4 separate regions of the Mus musculus genome follow, and regions 1, 3 and 4 are each linked to region 2. A link is a contact called in public promoter capture Hi-C data. All regions are on one chromosome and are shown on one strand. Each heading gives the region's core, a stretch centred on a gene start, on an enhancer-like site or on the middle of the called end of the contact. The rest is flanking DNA. Distances are from core to core; before and after follow the strand shown. Region 1 holds the start of Zfp275 (zinc finger protein 275). Region 2 holds the start of Dusp9 (dual specificity phosphatase 9). Region 3 holds the start of Irak1 (interleukin-1 receptor-associated kinase 1). Region 4 holds the start of Arhgap4 (Rho GTPase activating protein 4).

The links. Promoter capture Hi-C pulls out the DNA fragments that hold promoters and counts their contacts.
Region 1: a promoter capture Hi-C map of embryonic stem cells shows a contact between it and region 2, with 2.1 times the contacts expected there. The contact joins the promoter of Zfp275 here to the promoter of Dusp9 in region 2. A contact is called at or near these places in 6 of 39 promoter capture datasets (the 3T3-L1 cell line, the SN4741 cell line, embryonic stem cells and 2 more), 1 of 484 Hi-C or Micro-C datasets (embryonic stem cells) and 2 of 115 datasets of contacts at active chromatin or transcription factors (astrocytes and large pre-B cells).
Region 3: a contact with region 2 is called in a promoter capture Hi-C map of the SN4741 cell line, with 3 times the contacts expected there. The contact joins the promoter of Irak1 here to the promoter of Dusp9 in region 2. A contact is called at or near these places in 1 of 39 promoter capture datasets (the SN4741 cell line) and 1 of 9 other capture datasets (adipose tissue).
Region 4: a promoter capture Hi-C map of embryonic stem cells shows a contact between it and region 2, with 5 times the contacts expected there. The contact joins the promoter of Arhgap4 here to the promoter of Dusp9 in region 2. A contact is called at or near these places in 4 of 39 promoter capture datasets (the SN4741 cell line, embryonic stem cells, hippocampal neurons and 1 more) and 1 of 9 other capture datasets (liver).

The regions. Positions count from the first base shown.
Region 1 is chrX:73,339,917-73,344,994 of GRCm38.p6, forward strand. It overlaps Zfp275 (zinc finger protein 275), which reads left to right and starts at 2,704. Exons shown (of 6, transcript NM_031494.2): 1 at 2,704-2,835; 2 at 4,921-4,996. The coding sequence starts at 4,969.
Region 2 is chrX:73,637,188-73,642,116 of GRCm38.p6, forward strand. Dusp9 (dual specificity phosphatase 9) reads left to right here and starts at 2,254. Exons shown (of 4, transcript NM_029352.3): 1 at 2,254-2,454; 2 at 3,006-3,617; 3 at 4,160-4,615; 4 at 4,897-4,929. The coding sequence starts at 3,041.
Region 3 is chrX:74,022,416-74,027,408 of GRCm38.p6, forward strand. It overlaps Irak1 (interleukin-1 receptor-associated kinase 1), which reads right to left and starts at 1,506. Exons shown (of 15, transcript NM_001177973.1): 1 at 1,195-1,506; 2 at 951-1,118; 3 at 651-782; 4 at 434-537; 5 at 58-249. The coding sequence starts at 1,330. It overlaps Mir5132 (microRNA 5132), which reads right to left and starts at 1,183; the gene lies at 1,113-1,183. Mir718 (microRNA 718) reads right to left here and starts at 1,521; the gene lies at 1,434-1,521. Mecp2 (methyl CpG binding protein 2) reads right to left here. Exons shown (of 4, transcript NM_010788.4): 4 at 4,177-4,993.
Region 4 is chrX:73,908,132-73,913,208 of GRCm38.p6, forward strand. Arhgap4 (Rho GTPase activating protein 4) reads right to left here and starts at 3,167. Exons shown (of 22, transcript NM_138630.2): 1 at 3,032-3,167. The coding sequence starts at 3,098.

The DNA of each region.
Region 1 (5,078 bases), core at 1,454-3,953, 300 kb before region 2:
GGTTGTGAGTCACCATGTGGTTGCTGGGATTTGAACTCAGGACCTCTGCTCGCCCTGGCCCAAAGATTTATTTCTTATTATATGTAAGTACACTGTAGTTATCTTAGGGCGTCAGATCTCATTACATATGGTTGTGTGCCACCATGTGGTTGCTGGGATTCGAACTCAGGACCTTTGGAAGAGCAGTTAGTGCTTTGCTTTTAGCTGCTGTGCCATCTCTCCAGCCCCACTGCAGATTTTTTAAAGAATTATTTTAAACTCCCAGAAAACAAGATGGCAAACTTCTTAACATGCCAATGAATAGCTGTGAGAAACTCTTAAGTCATAGCATGCTTAAGATCAAAAGGTGGATGCTTTCTTTCCAAAATCAGGATGTCTACTCTCATACCTTTTGTTCAATATTTTATTGGAGATGATAGCAAGAAAAATTAGCAACAAACAAACATCTTTGATTCATGTAGCATCTCTTGAAATTCTCACTTCTTAATATATTAGATCAAATTGACAATTTCTGGACTGTTTTATTGTAGACGCACAACAGACTAAGAATATCATCACATTGTTGACTGAAGCCACCAAACAGGGTACAATGTACAACTCTAGGAAATACAAACAACTTTGGGAACACTAAGCAAATCATTGGCTACCTGGCCATAGTGGAGAAGGAGAAAGTGATTAGCAGGGGCTGACGAAACTTTGAGGATAATAGAAACACTATTGACCTCATTTAGATGAAGACTTCATAGTTGCATGCATGTTTATGAAACCTTACCGAAGTATGGTGCTTAAATCACAGTTCAATTACCGTAGTTTAAACATGCAATTTCTTGTATGTCAAATTCCAGCACATATGGTTTAATTTTCAAACACACACACACACACACACACAAAACTGTGTAGAGTTAGGCAAATGATTTGAGCAGCCACATTACAAAGAAAGATACAGAAATGAGCACTTCAAACATAAAACATATTTAATGTAATTAGTCATCAAGGAAATGATCACAGAAATCACTCACACCCACTTGAATGGATAAAAATAAAGGCTGGCAACCCAAATGTTGATGAGGATGAGAAATAAAATGAACTCTCACACATTTCTGGTAGGAGTCTCAATTGTGTATCCACTTTGAAAAACATTCTGGCAGTTGCTAATAATACATACAACTACCCTATTATGTAGCAAATTCTCCCTTTCAGGTTTTTACTCCAGAAAAAAAAAACAAAGCATATGTTCACTCAGAAATATACACCACTGTTCATATAGTGAATAACAATTCCAATTAGGAACAGCCCACATGGTAAAGTACAATGGCAAATGACTCAGCAATGAAAGGAAAGGAAATATATTTCAGCAATATAGAGGAATTCCAAAAGCATCAGAGTAAAGGAAAGAATTCAGACAGAGTAGTAGATAATAGTACATACTATATATTTCATTCCCATGCAACAGGAATTAATTACTCAAATAGGCTGTCGATAGTGAGAAATTTTAGAATAGTGGCGTTCCTGTGGAATTGTGCTGAAATAGGATGTGTGCAATGGGACTGGAAATTTTCCAGACTTCTCATCATGGTTTGTGTCTGGAGGGGGGTTTAGGAAAGGTATTTGTCAAAACTTACCATATAGATTTATACATTTTACTGATAGCAAATTTTGTCTCAGAAAATTAAAAGGACAGTAAAAAAAAAAGTGGACTTCTCGTTTTTGACATGGGTACTGGGAAGTGAAGTTCCTCACAGGTCCTCAGGTTTGCAAGACAAGTACTCTACAGGCTGAGTTATCTCTCCAGCACCAGACTTTCCTTTCTTACACTGGATATGTCAAAATTATAGATGTTTATCTTTGATGTTGCTTTTGCCCACAGATACTGCAGTGTCACAGAAGCATACACACACACACACACACACACACACACCTCCACACCTCCTGGTCATTCCAAACATCACCTGGATGGATACTGAGTGAAGTTCTCATCACTCTTCTCGGGGCGGGAGATGTTGTATTGATCTTTGTTTATTAGTGCCTCCCTCGGGAAACCAGACAGTATATTTAAGAAAACAGTTACTTGTGCTGCCAAGGATGCACAAATGCAAAGCAGTGAAGTTGAATTGGCAGCTGCTTACAACACATCTGAACCAAGACGCTTGTTTTGGGATTCATGGTATAAACTGCCATTCTGAAATTCAGGTTACTGTTTATTTATTGCTGTGTGGTCCCTAATACGCTTACAGTACTCTCACAGGAGCTCTGGAGTGCCTGGTGTGTGGCTCTTAAGATAGGCATTAGGGTCTAGTTTTGTTCACTGTTGTATTCTTGATGTCTGGCATAGACAGGGCTCAGGTCTGACTTTAAGAAGGACTCCGACCCCTGCACTCTTTTCTTGAGTGCCCTCCTCCAGCCCTACCATCATTCTAAAGGCCCTGGCCTTGTCAATTTCTTCATTGTCTTCACCACTAACAATTTATTTTGCTCATTTATTTATTCATTATTTGTTTTTACATTCGTTCCACACTCATCACTTAGGATTCATGAGTTTTACTCCCCTAGTCTCATCTATCCCACCTCCTCTCCTCACCCCGCCCCAGACATGCCCCCTTCTGTCCCACCCCCCTCTCAGGCCAATCGCAGCCGACAGGCCGGGCGGGACCGAGGCCGAGGCGGGGCTTCGATCTCAGTACCCCAGGCGGCGCCCCCGGCTCCGGAAACGCGCTGCCGGGCTTCTGGGCTCCGCCAGGCACTGGCGGCTCCGTGGCGCTTCCTGCCACGCCGGGCCTGCTTACAACGCGCCCGCTCTTCTTCTGCAAGGGCCCAGAGTCAGGCGCCGTGGGCCGGGTGAGCGTGCGGACTATGGGAGGGATGTGCAGCTCGAGTGATCATGAGATTGTGTGCGTGAGCAAGGATGTGTGGCCGAGAGAGCGTGTGGGGCGGCAGGAGGCTGTGCTGGGAGGCCTGTGTGAATGCGTGGACCACGGAAGAATATAAGGGGAAGGGAGCGTTTCGTAGAGTGGGATGCTGCTGGGCCTTGGAGCAAACCAGGGGTCAAAAGAAAAGGTCTTTGGCGGTGGGTGGGCATGGCGAGGCCCGGAGGCCTTCTAGTGCAGGGCTGGGGGCAGCGGTCCAAGGCGGGAATCGCGGATGTGTTGAGGCCTGTGTTGCTCTTTGGAGGATGCTAAGCACTGGGGACGGGTCAGGAGCTGGGGGTGGACACACACACACAGCCCCCAGCGACTCGGAGTCCTTGGGGCTGTCTTTAGGGCTGAAGGGACTTTCCCCTAGTGTGGGGGGAGGGGTTGGGCCTCTGGGGCCCTGAAGAAGGATCTGCTTAGGGGCTGGGGGGAGGGGAATCTACCTTTCCATTTGAGTGGTGACTGCACGGGAGCAGGTACGTTTCCTGGGGCAGAAATTTGGGGGTGTAGAAGGGAATTCTCGCCAGATGAAGAGACCTTTTAAGGTGGCCCTCCTTGGAACCACATTTTCTGGCACCACTCCATTGCCCCCTTCTAAACTCCTTTGCTGGTTGCTCCAGTCTATATTTGGGTGATTAATTACATGTCTTTTTTTACACACATGCATACTCCCACTTGCCTGCTGCCCAAAGCCCATGGTCCTTTTCAGTGCCCCCACCCCCATTTCTGGCGCTCTTCCCAGAGGGCTCACCCTGTGCAGCTGATACCCTCTAACCAGATTTGGACTCAGAGGCAGGCAACCCTCTCCAGTCTCCTTGGTCAATGGAACATTTCTTCTTAAATCTCGGTCTCTACATTTTCCTTTAGGAGAAAATTTCAAATGGGGCTAATGGAATAGTACCTCTCCTGGTAGGACTTACCTTACCTTACCCCCTCTCCCATTGGACATTATTATAGAAACAACATTCAGTGTCTGACAGTCTGGTCCATTGCCCCATAGTGGCCTTGAATCTGTATTTAGAATCACATAGAGCAGTGATTTCTAGCCTCCTGTTAATGATAGACCCCTTGGAAAAATCAGCTAAATAGTGTGAGTTCTCTTGTCAGAAATCTAACCACCAGCATAGCCTGAGAAGGAAGTTCCTGGGTAGGAAAGCTGTCTGATATGAGATGTGGGGGCGTATCCAAATTCTAAACAGGTTCAATCTATGTCTGCATGTTGAAAGATAGTAATTCTGTACAGCCACCCAGACCTGTGGCTCTACCACTAGAATTTTCACTGAATCATTAGCCTGGTTTCTAACAGTGATCCAGCCCTTGTAAAACTATCTGGGCCCCTTAGATGGCCCAGTGCAGCTGCATAGCATCTCACCACACTCCCAGTTTGGGATATTTTAAATCCAGATGGTGTACCCTCAATGATTCTAAATTTTATTTTGAATTTTAGAAAGATGTCACGGTATTGGAGAAATGGGAACATAAACCTTCCCTCGATTAAACATAACAAACAATATAAAATCCCCTTCTGCTCTACTTTCTGGCTTTTTATAGAATGGAATAAAGAGGGAAACTTCAACAGAGACAGGTGCCTAGGCAAAACAGAGAAAGCAGATGCCTTCCCACCCACACATACAGAAAAAGATACACACTGACACAAATATTCTAAGAGAAACAGATTTTCCTGGTAAGACAGTCATCCCTTTTGGCCTTTTAGGATTCTGCACTTTTGAGTAGCAGCCAGATTTCACAGCACAAGATGGGGCCATGGGCCTCTTGCCCACTTTCTGGCCTGCCACGTTCCTTTGGGAACATAAAGGCCAGGAGCACCTGTAGCCCCTGGGTCCACTCAGTACTTGCACCCTGGACTCACTGAGGCACATCCAGACCTTGGCAGTACCATTTCAATTACACAGCTTGTCTTGCCCTTGAGCACTCAGTATGAAAAGTACAGGTTCCTGGAAGGTACACCTATGAGCTGCTTCTGTTCACCCAACTTATTTCAATCCAACAGGTGAGACCTTCCCTACAGGACTAATCTCTTGGAACTGCTCTAAACAAGATGAGTCATCCCTGTGTGTCATTTTTAGGTAAGTCTAGGTGTTTATAGCCTGTCTGAAGGTGGTAAAGCTGCTGTGCTGCTGGAAGGCCCATGGGTGGGGATACAAGATA
Region 2 (4,929 bases), core at 1,004-3,503:
TCTACTAGGAAAATCATAAGGCCATTCTCAGCGGAAAGTGGGTTTTATGGAAAAGACACTGCATTTGGTCGAAACGTTGTCTCTGGGAGTTGCGCTACGGGCCATGTGACCGGGTAGCGACAACTGAAATCCTGCCACTGGGCCGGGCGGGAATCGCGCATTTTGCTGCGAGCAGTGCCGTTCGGGCATCTGGGGGACCTGAGAGCGCCCACAGCACGCAGTGGACCTGGTGGGGGGAGGTTCGTTGGGCTGGCCAGTCGGAAGCCCTGGGGCCCCCAGCGTGGGCGACAGTGGGCTCACCGCCCACCCTGAGGCGAGTGATGAGTGCTTCGCCTGACTCCACCCGCCAAAGTGGGACGGGAAGGGCCCCACGTGCAGCAGCCTTCCCCAAATCCTGTCCGCCTGAGAATCCAGAAGCAGGAGAGGGGCGGGGCCAGAGCTCCAGCAGAGGCTGCGGGGCAGGGGGGGGAGGTGTTAGTAGAGGCAGGCGAGGGGAGGCCTTGGCTGCACCGAACCCTGCAGTGCGGGGGTGGCAACAGGTTCCCATTTGTCCAGTTTGCTGGCACTGCAACGAGGCATGCGTTGGGCACTGAGCACTGACTTTGGAGACGGAGCATCAGTCATCCTCTCCTATCCTATGCTAGAATTGGGGCCTTGCCAGCAGGCGCCTGGGACTAGGTGTAGGGAAAATATTCTTCAGGTGTGGACAGGAGTGGAACGGGTTATTGATGCCTAGGCTCCCCGTACCTTCATGGAGAGGTGCCTCTCTCCCATGCTCATCCTCCAGGGCAGTTCCTATCACTTCCTCTAGAAAGCCTACTCCGGAGAGCACAGCTAGATTTCTGGGAATACCAGTATTTCCCTCTTGTTGGAGATCCTCCCTCCAAGTACACAACCTCCAGGATTGGGAGGGTAAGATACTGTCTCTTCAGCTGTCTGCATCCATGGCCTCATGCCACCACTAACTTGTCCACAACATAATCAAGCCCCAGTCAGCTCTTGCCAACACTTGGCGTTCTCATTTTGAGAACATTCTACTAATGTAGTGACTGGGAAGTATTTCCCTATTTTTTTGAATTGGCTTTCCTTCCATGCCTGAGCTTCAACCTTTCCCCATATATTCTTACCCCATCACATTCCTTCCTTTGGGCAGAGTATGCAGTCCTTGAGTTCCTTACCCATTTATCTACGGGGTCTTAACCCTTTGATTATTTTGTGCGAGCTTTATCTTATCTGTTGTGTGTTTTCCTTTAAAACTGTTATTTGCTTTTCTTGGGCTTTTAGCAGAGAAAGGACACATGGCCAGATGGGGCTTTTTTAGAAGCCTCCCCTGCCTCTCCTTTCATTGTCAGCACTTATCACCCCGATATCTGGTCCAGTGCCTTTGCTTATTGTTAGTGTGTCCTGCTGGACTAGAACACCCAGGCAAGGAGAGCCCTTGTGTGTCTTTCCTGTTCATCACCTGTCCAGTGGGCTGGCTGGAGGCCACCAGCCTTAGTGGACTGAATGGTGCTCTGGAATGGGGCAGGGTGGAGACACGCTGAAGTTTCAAAAACTGGGACAGTGACTTGTATAGTCATGACCACTAGAAAAGCCAGAAGGAGAATGGGGATGGGGACATATTGCAGTAAAACGACTTCTTTCCACGTGGATCCATCCAGGGGCTTATGGGAAAGAGGCTTTGGGGAGGCGCCCCTCTTCACCTGATAAGAGCACAGTGTCTCAGTTTAGAGTTGGGTGCTCGGAATTCTTGTGTACCTTTAGCTAGGCCTGTACAAATGAAGCCCAGATGGAAATAGCACACCCAGGAGCTGCCTTGTGCCTTCAGTTTTTTAGTGGCATCTCACAGTAAAATACATTAGAAGGCTCTGATTGGCCCATTATACAGATGGGGGCCATCTAGTTCCAGGTAGTTCAGCATTATTGAGTTGTTTGAGACAGTTTCTGGTTCTGGGGCTCTGGGCTTTTGTCCCCACCCCTCTTCCTGCTTCCAGGGACCAGACTGGCGCCAAGCAGGGGCAACTGCAACATGTCCCCTGCTGGGCCCCCGACCTGCCCTTGGCCTCTGCCCTGACCCTGTCCCGCCTGGGTGGAAGCCCTAGCTCAGCCTGCGGCTTGCAACTCCCACCAGGCTTTTCCTTAGCCCTGGTTGGCTCTCCTGCTCCCTGAGCCCGCCCCACCGCCCCGCCCCGTCCCGCCCCTTTGAGCTGCTACTTAGTCGGTCCGAAGGCAGAGCCTTCCAAGGTGGAATCTGGATTCTGCTGCCAGGAAGCGGCCGGCGCACGAGTGGCGCGAGGCTTGGCTTCCACGTGCGAGCCTGCTCCACCACCCCGCCCTCTCCGAGCGCCCAAGCCTGGGGGATCCGTCTCCATGAACGATACCTACGCCCTGCCGTGGCACTAGCTGTGGCCAGGACGTCCGGGTGCAGTCGCCTGCCTCTGGATCTCGCTCCAGGTCTCTCCTTTTGTTCTCTCCTGGGGTGGGTAGGAGTGGGGCCGAGTCAGCTCTTACGGGACTCGCCGAGGCCCACAACCTCGGTGACCCTCTTGTTCTCTGGGTCTTCCGGGCTTTAGAGGAGAGCCGGGCCTTGAACCCAACTTCTCCACACATCCAAAATTGAACTTGGGGAGTGATGGAGATCAGAGCAAATGAGAAAGTCAGAAAAGGGGTGTGGAGGGAACTGGTTTTAGTCCTCCTAGCACTTCAGAGACCGGTAGACGCCCAGCTATCTTCTGGGGTATGTCTCACGAAAACTCCATGTAAGCGGGGCAGGGAGCAGCGCCCAAGTGGCGGCAGCCTCGGGTCTTTTTCCAGGGGCGCCTTCCTTGGTGTTCTCACTGTGGGTGGAGCGCGAGGAGAGAAGCAGGCGGTAGAGGAATGTCCCTGCGGGGACACTGAAAGCCTGCCCTCAGGACAGGGGTTGACTTCCCGCCTCAGTAGCCTGATCCACGCTGCAGGAGTAGAGACAAACTTGCCCTCACTCCGCGCCTTGCCTCTCTCCACAGCACCCACTGCCCGACGTGCAGGACGCTGCGCGACCATGGAGAGTCTGAGTCGGTCATGCCTGTGGCTGCGTCAGGAGCTGTCGTCCCCGCGCCCACAGCTTCTGCTGCTGGACTGCCGCAGCCGGGAGCTGTATGAGTCGGCGCGCATCTGCGGGGCGCTGAGCGTGGCCCTGCCCTCGCTGATGCTGCGCCGCCTGCGGAGGGGGAGCATGTCGGTGCGGTCGCTCTTGCCTGGGCCACCACTGCAGCCTCCCCCACCGGCCCCTGTGCTCCTGTACGACCAGGGTAGCAGTGGCCAGTGCCATCGTGAAGCAGCGGAGGCTGAAGCGAAGGCCGAACCTAAGGCTGAAGCGGAGGCCGAACCTAAGGCTGAAGCGGAGGCCGAACCTAAGGCTGAAGCGGAGAACGAAGCGGAGGCTAAAGCGGAGGCCAAAGCGGAGGCCAAAGCGGAGGCTAAAGCGGAGGCCAAAGCGGAGGCCAAAGCGGAGGCCAAAGCGGAGGCTAAAGCGGAGGCCAAAGCGGAGGCCAAAGAAGAGTGGGATGCTGACTCGGTGCTGGGCGTCCTGCTCCAGAAGCTGCGGGAAGAAGGCTACCCAGCATACTACCTACAGGGTAAGTGAGGGTCAGTGGCCTGAGAGAGCACTCTGGAGAGGCCTCAGGTCAGGAGAAAAGATCCTTCTTTCCAAGGGGATTTCATAATTACTTTATCCTTCAGCAAACTCAATCTTATTTTGTCTAAAATATAGGGTAAGCGCCTCCCTCCTGATAACCTGCCCAACAGCTTTTGGGGAGGCAGAGCTGACCGTGACCTTGGGCAAGTCCTTCATCCCTCCAAGCCCATTTATAAGTCTGGATAATGGGGAGAATTGACCTGAAACAACCTGGTTCACAGGATAATGCCCCAAGACTAAGGGCTGCATTGGGCACTTATCAGCCAAAGAAACAGTCACTAATGCTGAGTGAGGGTGGATGGCTGTCTATAGCACAGCACATGTGGTTTAAACAAATCTGCTGGCTTATGCGTTCCCTTTGGCAATATCTGCAACCCCCACCCCGGAGAGCTGTGTGGTGTCAGCTCCCTAGCCCCAGCTAGGGATACTTGGCTGCCCAGAGGCTATATTAACTAGTAAGACCTCGCCCTTCTTTCCTGACAGGTGGCTTCAGCAAGTTCCAGGCCGAGTGTCCTCACCTGTGTGAAACCAGCTTCAGTGGTCGTGCCGGCTCAGGCCTGGGCTCAATGTCTAGCCCAGTGCCTGTGGTGGGGCTAGGTGGCCTGTGCTTGAGCTCTGATTTCTCTGATGCAGAGTCTGAGGCTGACCGTGACACCTTGAGCTGTGGCCTAGATTCTGAGAACACCACATCCCCTCCAGCTGGGCTGCTACCACCCTTCCCAGTCCAGATCCTGCCCAATCTCTACCTAGGCAGTGCTCGAGATTCAGCCAATTTGGAGAGCCTGGCCAAGCTTGGCATCCGCTATATCCTCAATGTCACCCCCAACCTTCCTAACCTCTTTGAGAAGAATGGTGACTTCCACTACAAGCAGATCCCCATCTCTGACCATTGGAGCCAGAATCTGTCCCAGTTCTTTCCGGAGGCCATTGCATTCATTGGTAAGTCCTCCCTACTTTGTCCCCCTGTCCCTCCCCCTCCACAATCTCCACCCACCAGACTGATTCTTGGCCTCTCGTCCTCCTGACTCCATTCCCAGAGCCCACGTGACACTTGGGGAGGTGGGGGTAGAGCTCAGGTCAACTGCCAGTGAGAGAGATCCTTCAGATATGGTCTCGGCAGGGTAGGGAGGCAGTGATGGTGATCCCAGAAATTCGTATAGCTTTGGTCTCACTCATAGTGACCCTTAGGGGGTGTTTCTGTTCTGTCCTGTTTTACCTAGATGAGGCCTTGTCGCAGAACTGTGGGGTGCTCG
Region 3 (4,993 bases), core at 256-2,755, 380 kb after region 2:
AGACAAATAAGGACTGATAGATTGTCTTCCAGGTGTCTACCCCAATGTTACACCTACCTCCTTCAGTCTCTTCACAGCATATGTAGTATTTCTCATGACTGCTCGGTACACACATCCAAAACCACCCTCTCCAATCCTGAGTTCTTCAGAGAAGTTGCAGGTGCCTTGGGAAATCTCACAGAAGGGCCAGCAAAACGGGGAGGGATGGGCTCTTTGGAGGCCAGACACTGGGCTCTCTGGGCTTGACTGCTGGAAGAGACCATGGACCAGGCGAGGACCCTATCTATTCCCTTTGGTCCAGGTTGAAAGCTCCCTTCAACACTAGTTGTCTCTCAGATGACCTGGCTGTGCTGATTTGGGCTCTGTGGTACACCAAAGGTTAAGTTTCTTCCTCTTTGTCTGGAAAATTCCCTGGGGGTTAAGAGACACCTACCTTGGTGGAGGAAGGGGCTGAAGATGGTAGTGGTGGCCCGAGGGAAACAGGGAGTGGAACCTGGAGGAGCTCTGACTCAGAATGGGTCTGGGAGCCTGGAAAAGCTTCATAAAGATGGCAGTGAGAGGCAGAGACCAGCAGCAGTCTACAGCCATGTCAGCAGTCATGGTGGCCTTTTCCTCAGGCATATCAAGCCCAACACCCGGGTTCTTTTTACCTGGGGAGAGGAAGGTGGAGGCAGAGGACTGCAATTTCCGGGGGCTCCAGTCCCCGGCCTCAGAGCCTGCAGAGATGCTGCTGGGCCTTGGGGCAGCGGTGCTTGGGGGCACAACGGGGGCAGGAGGGTGCCCTGGGATAACAAGGAAGGAAAGGAGGGTTGTGACTCAGAGCTCTCTATCTCTAAGTGAAGGGGTGGGGGGGGGGGAGTTCCCATATGGTTCCCTGTCTCAGGAAACTCTGTACCCGTCACCCCTCTTGGGTTCCCATCCCTAGGGTCCCTGGGGCTATGCTCGCTCACAGGCTGTGATGATGTCCCTCGCACGCAGCAGCTGCAGGTGCGTGAGGATGTGAACGAGGTCAGCTACGCGCGCGTTGCGGTTGATCCAGGGCCACAGAACACTGGCTGTGCGCTGCTCGGAGCGCTCGCACAGCCGCAGCTCTGTCTGGTCGCGCACGATCAAGGCCGCTGCGGGATGGGGAACATCAGGCTTCAGCTCCAGAAGCCTGAGTCCACCACCCCACGCCGGCCTGCCGTCACCCACCGAACTGGCACCAGTCGGCGGGCTCCAGGGCGTCCATCACTTTGTAGAAGCGGCACATAACCCAGGGTGGCACCTCGTACAAGAAGTGCTGGGCGCCTGGAACCACAGGCTCCCCGGGGCCCGGCCCCCCGGCCATGGCCGCCGCCGCCGCCCCCGGGCCGAGGCCTCTCGGGGCCTCGGCGGGCGCGGGCCTTAGCGGGCCGGGTCCGCGGACACTGACTCACTTCCCCTTCAGGCCGGCCTCGTGCGACACCCGGCCGGGCGGAAGAGGCGGCGCTCGACCCGCCGCCATCTTGCCCTCCGCGGCCTTCCGCCACACGGGGGCGTCCCGCGCCGCCCTTGACGCGGGGAAGGAGCTCTGCTACGTAGGAGGGAGTCCCTAATGGGAGAACCGAGGTCTGTGGTCCTACACAAACATCTGAATAGGGCTGAACAGGATGAAGAATGACTTCCAGTTCTAGAGACAAAGGGCACGATGTTTTTACACGATGTTCTACAAAGGCAGTTTATGCCAAGCCTGGTGAAAGTCACGGAGAGGCTACCCTCGCTTTAGTTGGGGAGCAGTTTGAGAGCCAGCCAAATTGTTGGTCAGTCAGGGTTAAATATGGGTAACAAAATGGCCCTCTGGCAGACTGTAGTCATTTGGTGATAAGGATGGATGCCCTGAGAATGGTCTGGAAGAGTGTATACCATGCTACTGCTTGTGTGCTAGATCTCCATGCCCCCACCACGCCCCCAGGAACCTTCCAGCAGCTGGGCCAGCAAGTGTTAGATCACAGAATCTGCCTGTGCAGGATTCTAATTAGCTTTCCAACTAACACATTTATGTCTCTTAACATACACATGGTGTTCGGCTCTAAATGTCCCTTTCCTTTTTCTGTCACACTTTTATCTTAGTTTGCACTTCTCTCCATAAGGATAGTAGGGTCTAGCAGCTTCTCCTACCCCTTTCTAGAGTAGTTGTTGGTGATACCACCTGTTGTGACCTTTAGCCACATGAATGAGTGTCTCTTGCCTATTCCTCTACTGTTCTCCATTCAGGGTTTTCTTTGGCCTTTTTGGTCACTATGACACACATCTCAGCGCACACTACTTTCTCATTATGCTCTCTGAAGTCCTCTTCATATGAGTGCACTACTCTTAGCATTAGCCATTGCCACTCACCTGCACAGACTGTATGGCTTGGATAGTGCTCCCTGCTCAGGTGGTCTTCCTCAAGTACAAATCACTAAAGCCCAGCTCTTTAAAAGAGCTGTTAGGAAGATGGCATAGCCAGCCTCTGTCCACCCACCTGAACTTATATACACCAACAGCCTTAAGCCAGATAGAACTCTTTAGATGTTGGGCTTGGTGGTACACCCCTTTAATTCCTGCACCCAGAAAACAAAGGCAAGTGAATCTCTGTGAATTTGAGGTTAGCATGGTTTAAGTTCCAGGTCAGCCAGGGATACAAAGTGCAACCCTACCTCAGATCAAGACCAAACCTGAAAAAAACAAACAAACAAAAAACAAAACAAACAAAAAACCCAAACCCTGTTTAGTAGGTGTCCTGAAAAGAACTTATTCTGTTCTGAAATTGAGTTTGCATATACACCCCTGCTGTAGCCATTCCTGATAAGATTGAACATAAACAGCTGTGGGGAAAACTTCCTAAACCCAGCTCCTCTCTTGAACACACCTTGAGCTTGCTGGAGTTCTGTACCTCTAAACTTTTCTCACTTCTCACTGCCCAGGGATGATCCACAGGCAGCAACTTGGTATTCCTTGTTTGGCCAGCTGAAAGCATGCTTGTAAAGCGGCAGCTTTCTTCTCCTGACCAGTTTCCCCAACAAACACTTTTTGTCATATCAATCCTAACTACAAAGGGTTCTCTCTCACTAGCCTGACCTCTAAGGAACTTATAGTATGTCTTCAGAAAGGTCTACACAAGATCCATGGCTGGCTCCCACTGGGGCCTCTTCTTTGAAGCCACAGTAATTGTGGCCACTCTCAAGATGAGGTCAAACTAGATGTGGTGGTGCATACCTGTAATCCCAGAACTCTAGAATCAGAGGTAGGAAGATAACTAAAATTTCAAGGGCAGCTTGGTTTACAATGCATAGTTCCAGGTCAGCCAGAGCTACACAGTGAGACCTTATTATAAAACAAAGCTTGGCATGGTGGCTCATATCTGTAATTCCAGCACTTGGGAGGCTGAGGCAGATCACCCTACATACTCAGTTCCAGGCCAGCCTAGAGTAGAAGTTGGACCCTGACTAAAACCAAAACAACCCAAGAGGTTAACCATATGCTGAGCTTCCAGTGGTTTCTCATGGGTCAGTCTATATTAAGATGTGCCAACTCCATTATCCAAAATTATCATGTGTATATATGTTAAACTCTATGGGCAGGGATTTGGTCCTTTTTATGGACGGGGGACTCTCAGTGTCTGGTACACACCTGGTACTCAGTGTATTCTCCATGTCTATAGGTTGAATCATCAATCCTTTCATGTAACATTTGAGGCCAGAACTTCAAGATAGCTTCTAGGTATGCTCACAATTATTTGTGACATGCCATTATCCTCTCCTCCAGGCCATATCAACCTATGGAGTAGGTGGCTGCAGAAGGCTCATATTCTTACAGGAAACCAGTGACACAAGGACTCCCTTTGGGCAGTTCCTCATAGTTGGGAGGAAAGTGTTAACACTATGGCACACCAGGACCTAGCAGCTGCCCCTGCCACACTGGTCAGGAGAGGGAAGCTATGCTCTAGGCACACTTGTGTCAGGCCTTCCTGTCGAATGCTGGTGTAGTATGCTTGAAAAATATTGACACAGAGCAAACTAAGGAGGATGCCAGTATATGAAATAGGCTTCCCTACCCTCCCACACCTATCCTGAGAGAGGCTACTGGGGTTCAGGGATAGCTGAATCAAACATATCATGCTGTCAGGTGAGCTGGAGGGGACTGGTGACTTATAATGAAAGCCCAGACCTTGAGTCACTTTCACAGAGAGATTTATCGAGAATGCTAACAGCACAGGATACAGTACTTCCCAACAAAAGGTGCAAACGCATCACTTAGAAAGGCATGCTGAGTATTCTTTGCTTTCACATGTATTAAAAAACTTACAAAAATAAAATGAAACCGCGTGCTGCCCATCTTTTCAAATAGTAAAAGAACCTTATGAAAAACCACTTGATTTTACAACAAAAGACACAAACGGACATTTTTATGTAAATTTATAAGGCAAACTCTTTATATAATAAATAGGTTACAGGGGTTCAGTGGGGTGTGTTTTTGAAACGTATACAGGTACATTCAGACAGGTTTACTGAAATGGTACAAATTTCCTTAATAAATTGCCTTTTGTTTTTAAATATATCAGTGCTTTCAGTCATTTGGCTATACACAAAGAACCTTTTGTTTTGAACACTACAAAAAAGCAATCAATATTTTGTTTTTAAAACGACCTACTTATTTTCTAAAGTAATTGTCCCAAAGCACAAAAACTGAAGGTGAATACGACAGAGGGCTTTTCAAGACCCCTCCAGCCCAGCTAGGTCTGTCCTGGATCTTTCTCTCTGCCTTGTCTGCCTGCTCCCAACCTTAGATGAGTTTTTGAGCTGGTGACAAACACAAGGTGGCTTGTCACTGGCTGCACTATTCTACAGATCTCACCCCCCCTGGCTGGCAGAGGGGAGTACAACATGGATTTTGGAGGGGGCATGTACCCTGTCTGGTTGTTCCAGCTAATAACTACTATAGCCAACTGGTCACTACAGGTAGAACTGTCCACATGAGGCTCCAAGGGAAC
Region 4 (5,077 bases), core at 1,917-4,416, 270 kb after region 2:
ACAAAAACAAAAACAAAAGCACCTCTTCCAGTGGTCCTGAGTTCAATTCCCAGCAACCATATGGTGGCTCACAACTATCTATAATAATTTCCAATGCCCTCTTCTGGCATGCAGACAGAACACTCATCCATAAAAATAAATAAATAGCAGGACTGCACAGAGAAACCCTGTCTCGAAAAACAAAACAAAAGAGAGAGAGAGAGAGAGAGAGAAAATATTTTTAAAAGTATATATACGAAAAGCAAGTGGGAGGAATCTGGGAGGGAGCAGATGACCTAAAGCTTGTGGTCTAGAATGCTCATCTGGATGCCCAAGGAGATATAAGCCAAACAGTGGTCTCATTTCATTTTCAGGGTCCCTCTAGCTACTGTATAGAGCCCAAGGAGCAGCTACTACATTTCACTTGTCTAAGGAAAAGATGGTGGACATTGGGACTCAGAGAGCAAGTCTGAAAGGTAAGACCCAGGAGTATCTATTCAAAGAAACCCCCTGTAAAGAAATCAGAATGGGTGGACTTCTATCCTGACAGTGACTTTCCTGGAGCTATGAGATGAAAAGCCTTGTTAGGTATTTCCTATCCAGACCTCCCATCTTCCTATCTGATTTCCTTTCTCAGTATGTCTTCTGCCTGCTCTCAGACTCCACTCTATGGTAATACCGACTTCTCCAGCTGCATGCACGGCCCACTCATCAGCCTTTTATACCACCCACTGGACTCCCTTGGGGGTGGATTTTGGGGATCACCTTTAACCAGGTCATTGAAATTGCTAATTTTCCATTAAGGGTACAAGTTAGGCAGATGGGAACTGGTGTGTATGTATGGAAACTCCTAACACCGAAGCCAATGCAAAGCAGAGCCCACAATACCAAGTGTTACTGCCACCAGTCTCCTGTCTCTGAAGTGGGCTGTGCCAGCCACTCGCTAGGATGAGTGCTGACTTCTATCGGGGAAATCTCCACTAAATGAGAATAACAGGGTTTAAAGAATGGCAATTAAAGTTCAAGTAGGGTCCCAAGAGGACCCAACAGGCCCTTCCTTACAGTGCCTGTCCTGTGTTCCAGAAGGGATGTGCTTGCTACTCATGGAGGGACCTATTAGAGCTGCACAATGCTGAGTGCACCAGCAGATCACACTATTGTGTGGATTCTCCAGTAACAGCAATAGCAGTTCTGCTTCCGAACATGCACACCAGCTGCTGTCAAAGAGCTATAGATTACAAGCCAACTGCATCTGAGGTCCACAGAAGGCAGGAAACTGCTGTTCCAAGACTCCAGGTTGTAGCAGAGCTTTCAGATCTCAGCTCAAAAAACCCTGATCCCCAACCAAGCTCTGGCCCTTGTCTAGCCCCAGTGTGCTCTTGGGACCTTGGTTGTCCTTTGTAGTGGCTATTATCATACATGAAATCAGCTGTGCACTTGGTTGTTTACTGCTTTTCTCTCCTCAGACCTGTGAACCTCAGAAGGGCAAGGACTGCTTCTCTCATATACAATAAGGGAGTCACAGAGGCTGCAGCAAAATAGATGTAGTAAAAAAAAAAAATCTGGGTGTGATGGCATATGCTTGTCATTCCTAGCCCTGGAAGTTTGAGGCAGGGGATGTTGCAAGTTCCAGGCCAGCCTGAATAAAATAATGAGTTCAATACTATCCTGCTGTACATACCAAGCTCCAATCCTACTCACACAAACAAACAAACAAACAGTTGACAAAAAAGAGTGAGAAATCCTGCATATTTGCATTGCAAAGCTGGGACCCAGGCCCCCTAGCACTTCCTGTGAGCCAGGCATTCACTCTCACTTCTGCTGACCAGCAAAGCAGAATGCATTGTCCTCCAAACCACGACTATGCGACCTTTTAGAAATTAGAGTGCCAAAACAGTGCCCCTGTTCCAGCATGATTGGAAGACTTTCTTTTGAGGGAGGCTGGTGAGAAATAATAGCCACAAAGGCTGAACACCCTGAGTGAGCAAGGGCCATTTAAAAGATATTCTAGGGCCAAACTCCAATTTCTCTTGATGGGAACTAACCGGCCTGTGTTTGCTGACTGAAGACATTTCAAGGTCCTTAGGCTTCAGGACATTTTGAGGAAGTAGGATGGAATCATTGTCTCCATCTGCTGGCTCACCCTCTGCAATCACCTCAAGCTGCCTCTGGACACCAAGATGAGGAGGTCTGGGTCAAACTTTCAAAGGCAGTTATGCTCTCCACTATAACAGCAACACATCATGAAGATACACTTTGTTATAAGTTGCTTGCACCAAATAAGTACATTGGAATTTCATCTACAGGTTGGAAAACTCCAAGGATCATATTATTTCTTCTCTTATGAGCCATTGTGCTCTGTGACAGGTAAGTCACTGTGTTTGTATCCAAAGTCTTTGGAAATAGGAAGAGAGCCAAGATATCTGGAAGCAACAAGCAAGTGGGGGTGGGGGTGGGGGTGAGGGAGGTTAGACACTGCCTCCTTTCCTGTGAAAGAGTTACCTACCACACCCTGAAGAAATGAAGCTGTCAGCAAAGAACTCACAAAGCTCATTTGCATGTGATTTGCATAGAAGTGTTTGCCCAAATCCAGAGGTCTAATAGCCTAAGGCTGTAAAGCCATCCCAGTTGAATTTCTCTAACCCATATTCAGTCTCCTAGCTTGACCCAAGACCAACCACCCTAAACCTGCAAGCTAATACAGTGCCAAAGGGAGGTGAAGGTGCTAAGAATTCATAGATTCTAGTGGTGTTAAGAGTGAGGTGTCAGGCTACCAACAAAGTCAAAGTGGCCCATTATACTCCAACTAGAAAGCCACCCTCTCAGTCTGTCCTTCCCTCGGGCTACCACAGTCATTGCTGCCTGAGTGAGCAACAGGCGACCCAAGTTGGCTAAGGAGGCGAGAGGGAGGGCTTGGGCAGGCAGTTGAGGCCAAAGAGGCTTCAAGAAGCAGGGCTTGGACTCCCTTCTCCACCCTGCTCCAGGCACCCCTGAGATCAGCAGCGGACACTTGGGGTCTCCCCTGTAAACCAGGACTAAAGCACCCTCTCACCTTTGACCTGTGCGTCATACTCAGGTTGTAGCCCCCGCTCCCGCCGCAACTTCCCGTGCGCCGCCATGGCCCAAGGCCGTTCGCGACTTCGAGTCCCAATGCTCCCACGCGGAAGCGAGGCGAGACCGCCAAGTGCAGGGACTAGGGGCGCCAAGGCCAGCACCCTCCGCGGGCCCCGCCCCGCCAGCCCCGCCCCCAGCACAGTCCCCGGAGGGGCGGGGCGACTTGGACCTGGCACTGCCCGGGTGGGCCTCTGAAAGTCTAGGCACCCCTTTTCAGGCTCATCTCTCTTGAGACAAGTTGCTCCTCTACCTAGATACCTTGAGCCCAAAGAGTCAACATAAAGCAGCAATGCAAGACAACCTCAACATGTCTGGGACCACCTGCTGCTGTTCCTCATTATCTGCAGAAACCTATCTGTGGTTCCCATTGTCAGACAACACCCCTATGGCCACTAGCCCTCAATACTAATGGACAATGGCACCATAGCTGCTCCAGGCTCCTAGGTGGTCTGCCTCTGAAGCCTTCCTGGACATCAGATGCCACCCTCCTTCCAGAGTCATAGCCCATAGTGAGGCCTATGGGAGTTCAGACAGCTGAATGGGAAGTTGTAGGCTTATGCTCTCCCTGGGCCCCCTGAGGGGGAGGGAGCGGGGTTCAGCTACAGTTCCCCTTCTACTCAGCCCCAAAGGAAAGAACTAGCCTCATTTCCCCATAGGTAGTTACCACTTCCTGCTGCCGGAAGAGATTATTTTTGTCTCTTTTCCCTTCCATCTTGCACCTGTAGGGACCTATACCAGTGGGGGCTTTGAACCAGCCTAGAAACAACTCCTACTGCCTCCTTTATCCAAGGATGATGGTGATTTTATTCACCCCCATCAACTCTAAGTCATAAGGCAAGATCTACTTATTAATTTGTCATGTTTTGTTTTGTCTCATTCACAAGGCTTCACTTTGTAGCCCTGGTTGGCTTTACACAATCCAGGCTGGACTCAAACTCTGCCTCTGTCCCAAGGGCTAGGATTGCATATGTGCACAACCACAGCAGGCTCTTCTAGTCAATTAGGAAGGCAGGAGGCAGGTGACAAGCCATCTGTCTTTAGTTCATTGGAGAGAAAGCCCTGGGGTATACAGACTGTGGGCGATAGGCAAGATAACTTACAAAACATGCTTGAAGGTACTAATACAAGGGCATCCACACCTGTACTTACATGCATGGATGTCAAAGTGCATGTGAGCACTTGTAAGCCTGACATGGAGATTTGGCAGGAGGGAAGACTGTTCTGGACTTTCAACTGTGTTCAATCTTTTTTTTTTTTTTTTAAGATTTATTTATTGTTATATGTGAGTACACTGTAGCTGTCTTCGACACACCAGAAGAGGGCATCAGATCACATCACTGATGGTTATGAGCCACCACGTGGTTGCTGGGATTTGAACTCAAGACCTTTGGAAGAGCAGTCAAAGCTCTTATCACTGAGCCATCTCACCAGCTTCAATCTTGGTTTTTTTTTGTTGTTGTTGTTTCGTTTTTGGTTTTTTTTTTTTTGGTTTTTCGAGACAGGGTTTCTCTGTGTAGCCCTGGCTGTCCTAGAACTCACTCTGTAGACCAGTTTGGCCTCGAACTCAGAAATCCACCTGCCTCTGCCTCCCAAGTTCAATCTTGTTCTTGATCTCCATTTGCTCCCAATACCAAAGCCCTTCTCTAAGATGCTGTTGGTGCTCACAGAACCTTGAAGAAATGGTCTAGAAGCTAGCTAAATGTTGGCAAGCCCAAGTCCTGGACTTCCAGAAGCTGGTCTCAGAAGTAGCAATGTTGGAATCTTCCACCAAGGTAAGCAAGCCTGTATCGTTCTCATAGCACATGAATGAACATCCATCCTTATGAACTTGCTTTGTCAGGACATTTATTTCAAGAGTGCCTCATACTAAAGTAAATCAGGCACCAATGCCTTTATTAGTTAAAGCAACCCACCCTACCTGTCTTCCCTTCTTTCTGACCCTTAACTAATCCTTAGAAGTCACCCATCCAAGCAGCAGAGCCAG